Linked DNA regions of Danio rerio: region 2 is linked to region 1. The links are chromatin contacts, called in public Hi-C maps. All regions are on one chromosome and are shown on one strand. Each heading gives the region's core, a stretch centred on a gene start, on an enhancer-like site or on the middle of the called end of the contact. The rest is flanking DNA. Distances are from core to core; before and after follow the strand shown.

Region 1 (4,336 bases), core at 1,089-3,588:
CTTAATTAGGCATAGTCCTAGTGAGCATCACGTGAGCCATTACAGAACACACTTCCCTTTTTATCATTTCATATTATTATGAAATTTTTATTTTGGTCCTGCTAACAAATTTTTAAAAAGCTAAAAAAAAAAAAAAAAAAAAAAAGTGAACAATATTAATTATCATTATTAATAGCCTATTATTATTTTTTAGGCCTACAGCTTGGAAACAGTTATACAGCAATCATGCAAACCAGTGCTGCTCAGCAAAGGTTAACTTTGCTAAGCATCTAAGCACTAACTGATCAAATGACAGAGTATGTCAACTTGGTTTATATATAATTAAATAATTATTAAAAGTCTGGGTGCTGGTCTGCAGAGGACTGTTATTTTGAGGGTGACGTCACAAGCTCAGATTCGGTTGACCAATCAGAGGAAAATGGGTGTTTCAGAATATAATGAATTTTATATAATGAAGTTGTCTATCCGTTTTCCTACCCTTAATTAAAAAAAAAACTAAAATCGAGCAAAAATCTTTTTTTTTTTTTTTTCTGAGCAAAAGAAAAAAGAAAAAAAAATGTCAGTTTTCTTAAAAGTCCTTTTTTGGTTTAAAAACGGATATGGGATGGAAAGAAGACACCCTGATTCACAATAAAGCCAACACTATCTAACTGTTTGATTTAGTAGCTAATTTGTATGAATGTGTACGAGCTTATTTGAACAATTTAGTACGATAAATGCTCATCCTCCAATGATGGTTGGGTTTAGGGGTGGGGTTTAGCATCATGCTTTCTTTAAAAAAAATCCAAAGCAAACACAGGTAAACCTGAACATATAAATATATATATACATGTATATATATATATATATATATATATATATATATATATATACACATGTATATATATATATATATATATATATATATATATATATATAGAGAGAGAGAGAGAGAGAGAGAGAGAGAGAGAGAGAGAGAGAGAACATGCCACTTTCAGTTGCTCCAGACATCAATGCATCTGCCATCTTGTTATAGTCAGCAATTTGTCATTTAAAAATTTCTCATATAGTCAGACCAATTTTTCTCCCCAAATCAGATCTTTAGGTAGACCATTCACACTAGTACTAATGATCATATCGGACTTGTGTGTCCAGACATAGCTAATCAAATTTGCATCAGTTGCTTTCTTAAAATCCATAAATATGCGCACTTATGTGATGAGGCTTTAGAAATGGACAAAGGGAAAATGGAGATGAACTGCTGTCCAAATAAGCACCCTGCCAAGTCACAGTGCAAAACTGAGAATGATAATTTCTTGAGTAACATCTGACATTATCATTGTGGTGCATTAATAGTAAACAAACTGATAGTAATTCAATGTTGAGGTGCCAGATCTTCCACACTGTGACACCAAAACATTGTTTAGGTTTAAATAAAAGGTGTTAGTGTGCTGTTCAAACACATTCTGGATATAATTGCGATACACAAAACTGAACATTACATTCCCCCACAATGTTCATCCTCTATATGAAAAAAAAAAAAAAAACACGCACACACAAAACAACTTTATCCTTTCATAGCATCCAGGGAGTCTTGAAGAAATTGCATTGTTTTACAACCTTTTATATGTGTGAATATATTGGTTTGTGGTTATAAATATTAACTCATTATTTTCTCTCAAGTGTTCACAATCATGTTGTTCACCAAAATTAGCAGAGGGTTATTGTGGCCCATAGAGACATGTAATGCTAGTCACCTACAGTAGCCTGTACGACTAGACAGCTAAAGGAAGATGCAGCCCTGTACAGGAAATGAGGTCAATATAAAATCCCGCCATACAACAAAGAGTTTCATTCATCATTCAATACCATCATACATTGCCAGATAGGATGTAATAAAGCCTGTCTCTGCCACAAGAAAAAAGGGATCAGTGGAGCAGAGTGGACCCCCAATAGCCACACAGTCTTACATACATACTTAATAAAACACAGAAATTACCCTATAAACCGAATGCCTATGTATTATTTATGTGGAAAATAACGAAATGTATTGTTATGTAGTTTTGTATTGCATTGTAGGCTTATATGCAGGTGTGTAACGTTAATGTTTATTAAACCTCTAACAATAAATCATGTTTCGATGAAAAAAGGCTAACGTTAATTAAACTTTCTGAGTCAGCCTTTGTTGAGAGAAAGATGGAGAGTCAAATCCTATTACACAAAAACTGTGAATCTTCATCCACGAGAGTCGAAAACTGGAGGATGTTATTCATTTCATGTCCACGACGACCACCTAGTGGAGTAGGCTACCATTTTAGAAGCGCATGTTAGCGTCTGCCATTTTGACCCTTGTCGTCTGCCGTACTGAAAGCGTCCATAGCAGCCAGGGAGCTGTTGACAACGAGGAACCATTAAATGACAGATATTTAAGCACAGCGCGGATCGTTTGCTGTGATTTAAATGCTTTTCTGTCCGGTAATGGTGCGAAAATGACCTCTAACAATCCAGCTGTATTTCTCCTCATGGTTAATGGACAAATCGAATCAGCCGATGTGAGTTAACATCGATTTTTAGAGCTCGTGTTAATGTGTGTGCAAAGCCTGTAATTAATGAGGGTAAAGTAACTACTTACACACCGTATTTTGTTTGAAGTTTCCAGAATATGATGATCTATACTGCAAGTATTGTTTTGTTTATGGACACGACTGGGCGCCCACATCAGTGAGTGACGTCAGCTTTCATTTTCTTCCCTAACAACGAAAAGTAACGTTAGTATTTTTACGTTACATATTTATATGCCTTTCTCCCATAGATGAGGTTAACTGTCATATTTATACTGGGTCTTTAAGCGTTTTTTAGTTGCTATTGCTCTCTCTCTCTCCTTGAGGGACTAAAGTTTTGTTTTTGTAACGTTATATTAATTTTCCTCTTTTCTCCATAATCTGAAGGGTTTGGAAGAAGGAATTTCTCAAATAACATCAAAAGGTCGTCTGTCTCAGAGTTTGGTGTGGAATTTCCCATTGGACATCACATTTAAAAGCACTAATCCGTTTGGCTGTAAGTGAACCTCGTACTGTTGAGGCGGGAATATTAGTCTTAAAATTTGACTCGATGTTGTAATGCAGCCAAATTAACATTAATTATAGACTTACCACATAATATGTCCAACTGCTTGTTAACACATCTACTCGGCCACCTCAATTGCAGCAACTCAATGCTTTCAGACATGTAGACATGGTCAAGATGAGCAGCTAAAGTTCAAACCAAATATTGCAATGTGGATGATGGGTAATTTAAAGTGATAGTTCACCCAAAACTGAAAATTCTGTCATCGTTTACTCACCCTTCAGAACAAAGGTCTTAACCTTAACTCTTGGAGGGCCGCAGCTCTGCACAGTTTCGCTCCAATCCTGATCAAACACATGCAACTAATCAAGGTGTTCAAGACTCTTTTAAACACCTTGACTATTTGGATCACCTGTGTTTGAGGAGGCTTTAGCAAAACTGAGCAGAGCTGCGGCCCTCCAGGAATTGAGTTTGAGACATGCTTCATGAGAAAGCTGGAAATCTGTAACCATTGACTTCCATATTATTTGTTTTGTCCTAAATGGAGGTCAGTGGTTACAGGTTTTCAGCTTTCTTCTATTTATCCTTTTTAAAGTTCAACAGAAAAAAGAAACTCGTAAAGAATTGCCACCATTGTCCCATTAGAACAGTCCCTTTAAGGCAGGCAATGTCCAAACTCGCTCCTGGAGGGCCAGTGTTCTGCATATTTTAGTTCCTATCCTAATAAAACACAACTGAACCAGCAAATCAAGCTCTTTCTAGGTCTACTATAAACTTCCAGGCAGGTGTGTTGAATTAAGTTGGAGGTAAACTATGTTGGACACCGGCCCTTGAGGACCGAGTTTGGACACCCCTGATAATGCATTTCTGAAATGAACAGTGTCCAATCATTTACTAGCAAGATGTACTTAAAAGTGGCTGATGAATGTTTGCATTTTCAATGTCAATCAATCAGTTTACCTTCTTTTCCAGGGCCTCAGATTGTAGTGAGTGTGTATGGCCCTGACACATTTGGAAATGATGTTGTTAGAGGTTATGGAGCCGTGCACATCCCGTTCACACCTGGAAAGTGAGTCACTTTGATTGTGGCATCATAACCTGACAAGCATTTGAAATTTGTTACATCATCAGTTACATGTGAATGCTCTCTTTCTTCCAGACACACAAAGACCATTCCCATGTTTGTTCCAGAGTCTACGTCAAGACTGCAGAAGTTCACCAGGTTCACCAACACATTTCTTAATAATAATATTAAAACTGGCGACAAGGTGGTTCAGTGGTTAGCAATATT
Region 2 (4,336 bases), core at 1,200-3,699, 260 kb before region 1:
AAAATAGCAGCCTGTGCTTACCTTTCTGAAGAGCCCGTAGAGCGGCATACCGGTGATTCCGAACTCTTCTTCGGTCAGCTGATCCAGATGCCCGTCTCTGAATCTCCTTACAGTAATACTGCACCCTGCAGTCGCTGCTCAGGTGTGAAAAAGCGTCTATGTGCTCTGGCTTCAGATGAGCCTGATAGCGCTCCAAAAAGACTAAAGGCCTGGATCTGTACTGATCCATTAAAACCTCCCTCTTCTCCTCCAGAGTTAAGTCCGGATCCCCCAGCTGCTGACTTTTCACTGGACTCCCACTGGCGGCTATAGTCTCTATCATTGCGCTGAGACTAATGGGCGGCTCATCCTGAGAAAAAACAAGCAAACTATTAAAAAAAAAAAAACATCTAAATGTTGAGAAATTTGCCTTTGAAGATGTTTAAATTAGGTCTTTAGGAATGCATTTTACTAATAAAAAGTTAATTTTATTAGAAAGTTGGATAAAAATCTTTATGAAACATGATCTCCAATACTAACATTTTTCCTCAGCCGCTTTGGTAAATTTCTTGGATCAGAATTGAAATATGGAAAACAGTAAGTGCATTTCTCAAAACAACATGGGTAAAGCAAAACACCATGGATTATCTACAAAAGCCAGTCTGTTGCTCAAAATCCTTCGTTCATCTCTCAAAACTACATGTCTGTCAATGAATATGTCAGTCCCATCAGAATTACACGTCATTGTGTACGGATAAGACAGTCAAATTACTTAGTCATGTTGTCAATATAGCAGTGTACTCTAGAGGGGAGTTCTGAGGTAAACTAAGGCTGTTTTTGTCATTGTAATACAGATAGAAAAAGGCAGCATTTCCATAAACCGATCTCTTATTATTTGACTTTGCCTATGTATACACAGATTCACTTTATAGGGCACCTTTAAAGCCTTAACAGGTAAACATTTAATTTTCATTCTTTTTAATTTATTTTTAAAAAATATTTTATTGTATTGTTTATGAGGAAATTTGTTTGTCTTTACTGCTCAGACAACTTGCACAATAGTAAAACCAACATCACAAAGAAACGTAAAGTCATGAATTAAAAACACAAAACACCTTACCTGTACATCTGAAGAGCAGCTGGGTGTGTTGTTGACCTCTCTGGCATTTGTCTCAGGAGGATGAGGAAGAGCTGGTAGACTGTCTTGAGAAGCAGGTTGACTCCAGGTAGGTGGGTCAGGTTTGGAGGTGGACTCGATTTCTCCCCACAATACTGTCTTCTGCTGTAGGACACAGACATTCAACAGGTTAGTATCACCTGGGACAAAATGGTTGATATAATAAACTAATAGCATTTTGCCATTACTTTTGGCTTTCATGGGTGAGAGAGAGAATTTAGACCTGTTTATAAAATTGATCTTCCACAGTATAAACAACAAGGCATTTATAAAGACACTACATAGATGCATACATAGATCATTGCATGAGATTTTTACGCCTCCCACCAGTGCTGATATACAACCATATAGCACTGCTACTCGTGTGATATTGCGTCTATACAACAGTTTGACCGCATAATTGTGTATATAAAAACAAAACCAAACATGGAGAGTCTCAAAAACCCTTTTGTGCGAGGAACTACTTTCTTCCGCGTTGGATTAAAATCATACGCTGACAGTTAAACAGCTGAGCAAGCATCTTTTAAACTTGAGATCTGTAGTGTCTGCTTTTAGCTGGCTGTATGTGGGCGGAGTAATACACAAAGGGTAAAGAGGCTATACGGGTGCTGATATTACTTAAATATATCACGGCTATCAGCCAATCAGATTCGAGAACCAGACAGAACTGTTTTATATATATATATATATATATATATATATATATATATATATATATATATATATATATATATATATATATATATATACACACACACATATATATATATATATATATACATACATACATACATACATACATACATATATATATATATATATATATATATATATATATATATATATATATATATATATATATATATATATATATATATATATATATTCCCGGATGAAAAAAAATCAATAAAAACAGCTCACCTGTGGATCTGGAGAGTGTGTCCGTCTCTGGTCAGTCCCGCGGCTCTTCATGCTCTCTTGCCCGTTGACACGGGGCTCGATTTCTCCCCACATTTCAGAATACAGTTTAAGTGCTAACAAGTGTTGATTTATCAGCGAAATGTGTCTCGATATTTTATGTTTATTCTGCCAATCATGCCAACGCTATTATGAAAGACCACTGAAGGTGTAACTCTGACAACAGCCTGATGTAACGTTTACTATTCACATCTATCTATCGAGTACCCAATTTGCATTATTCCTTTAAAATCGCCAGTATTTAAAACAACAACAACTGCGTTTTAGGTTCTGCTCAGCAGTGTAACAACTAATATATTCGTGCGGAACATTCTCTTCCACATTGTTGGTTCCGTTCCGTTTACATCCACGTGTATACGTTTACTATTGACCAGCAGATGGCGACAGAAAACCACAAAACCAAAACCTATTTGGAACAAGTCTGTCCTAATCACAAAATCCTTTCTCCAAATGATCAAAAATTAGCATCTTCTTTACATTTGACCACTTTCCAGCAGTGTCTGCGATTTTGACGTTGATATTTTTCACAAAACACAAGAATCATTCACTTGAATATATATATATATATATATATATATATATATATAAATAAATTATCATATTGCCCACAATTTCACATATTGAAGTATGATCTATTATGGATTTTATTCTCTATTCCTCATTTATGTTGAACTGCTTTGACAGTCTATACATTGTAAAAAAGTGCCATAGAAATAAGAATAAATTGATTTGAATTGCCTTTCAGAAGTTCTTGCATGTTTTTCAGAAGATAAAATAAGTACAAATTAAACCAGTCATCCAGTTTAAAAAGCTCATTGTGTTGACTCTATGAGTATTATTAAATTGTCTGCACTTTCATAGGAATATAATGTAAAACTGATGTTAAAATAATATTCAGAGTTGGAAAGTTATGCTTCTCTAGATTTGGCAAACAAAAGTTGTATGACAAAACATGGGGCCCCTTCCTTAGATGTATAGGTTATTAATGTTTCTGTAATATTTTTTTCTGGTAATAATTTTTTTCTTCTCTCCACTTTCTCTCCTTTTTACATTTTATTCTATTTTGTTTCTTATTCCATCAGTCTGGCTAAAATTTCTTTATTGTTTTGGTGCAGGCTCTAGTTAGTATAAGGTAATAACACTGAGACAAGTTTGTTAACATATATACATGATGTACATTATTTGGTGTTATGTTTTTACAAAAACTTCTATAAATAAAGTAAAAAAAAATAATAATAATATTCAGAAAAATGAAATAACCCACAAGTTATTTATCACCAAGAAATAACCCACAGAAATAAGAAATAACCCACAGCCATGTCACCCTGCAGCCCAAGACTGGTTACTCACAGAAGCTAAGCAGGACTGAGCCTGGTCAGTACCTGAATTGGAGACCACTAGGGAACACTAGGTTGCTGTTGGAAGTGGTGTTAGTGAGGCCAGCAGGGGGCGCTCAATCTGCGGTCCGTGTGAGTCCTAATGCCCCAGTAAAAGTGAAGGGGACACTACACTGTCAATGGGTGCCGTCTTTCGGATGAGACATTAAACTGAGGTTCTGACTCTCTGTGGTCATTAAAAATCCCATGGCACTTCTCGTGAAAGAGTAGGGGTGTAACCCTGGTGTCCTGGCCAAAGCCCCTCTATCGGCCCTTACGATCATGGGCTCCCAATTATCCCCTTCCACTGAATTGGCTCTATCACTGTCTCTCCACTCCTCCAATAGCTGGTGTGTGGTGAGCGCACTGGCGCCGTTGTCCTGTGGCAGCCGTTGCATCATCCAAGTGGATGCTGCACACTGGTGGTGGTGTGGAGAGACCCCCCTCCACTTCATGATTGTGAAGCGCTTTGGGTGTATGGTCATACACGATAAATGCGCTATATAAATACACATTACATTACATTTTTACATTAAAAGTTTTGTGGATGTCATTTTTCTTTAGAGAACCTATACTTGCCATTTGAGTGTTCCAGATTAAATGACTACACATGAGAAATCTAATTAATTAAATTAAAAAAATCCTTTTATAAAGAATGCATTTTGTAATCTGTAGTGAAATTCATTTTTAAAGTAATCTTACCAACTCTGAGTAAACAAGTAGAATACTAGTACATTAGCAATAGTTCATTCATTCATTTTCTATTCGGCTTAGTGAGTCCCTCTTATTAATCAGGTGCCGCCACACCCACGGTAATAGGGAAGAA

What was found. Hi-C and Micro-C count contacts between places; a contact is called where the count stands out from the background.
Region 2: a contact with region 1 is called in a Hi-C map of skeletal muscle, with 5 times the contacts expected there. The contact joins the promoter of ccdc97 here to the promoter of b9d1 in region 1. A contact is called at or near these places in 5 of 18 Hi-C or Micro-C datasets (caudal fin, embryo, hematopoietic stem cells and 2 more) and 2 of 4 datasets of contacts at active chromatin or transcription factors (caudal fin and embryo).

The regions. Positions count from the first base shown.
Region 1 is chr3:38,639,632-38,643,967 of GRCz12tu, reverse strand. It overlaps b9d1 (B9 protein domain 1), which reads left to right and starts at 2,338. Exons shown (of 7, transcript NM_001024373.1): 1 at 2,338-2,531; 2 at 2,632-2,700; 3 at 2,928-3,036; 4 at 4,018-4,114; 5 at 4,205-4,267. The coding sequence starts at 2,469. It overlaps cacna1ha (calcium channel, voltage-dependent, T type, alpha 1H subunit a), which reads right to left and starts at 3,405. Exons shown (of 36, transcript XM_073944890.1): 1 at 3,323-3,405; 2 at 3,132-3,230.
Region 2 is chr3:38,903,385-38,907,720 of GRCz12tu, reverse strand. It overlaps ccdc97 (coiled-coil domain containing 97), which reads right to left and starts at 2,449. Exons shown (of 6, transcript XM_001333080.8): 1 at 2,078-2,449; 2 at 1,100-1,261; 3 at 22-349. The coding sequence starts at 2,170.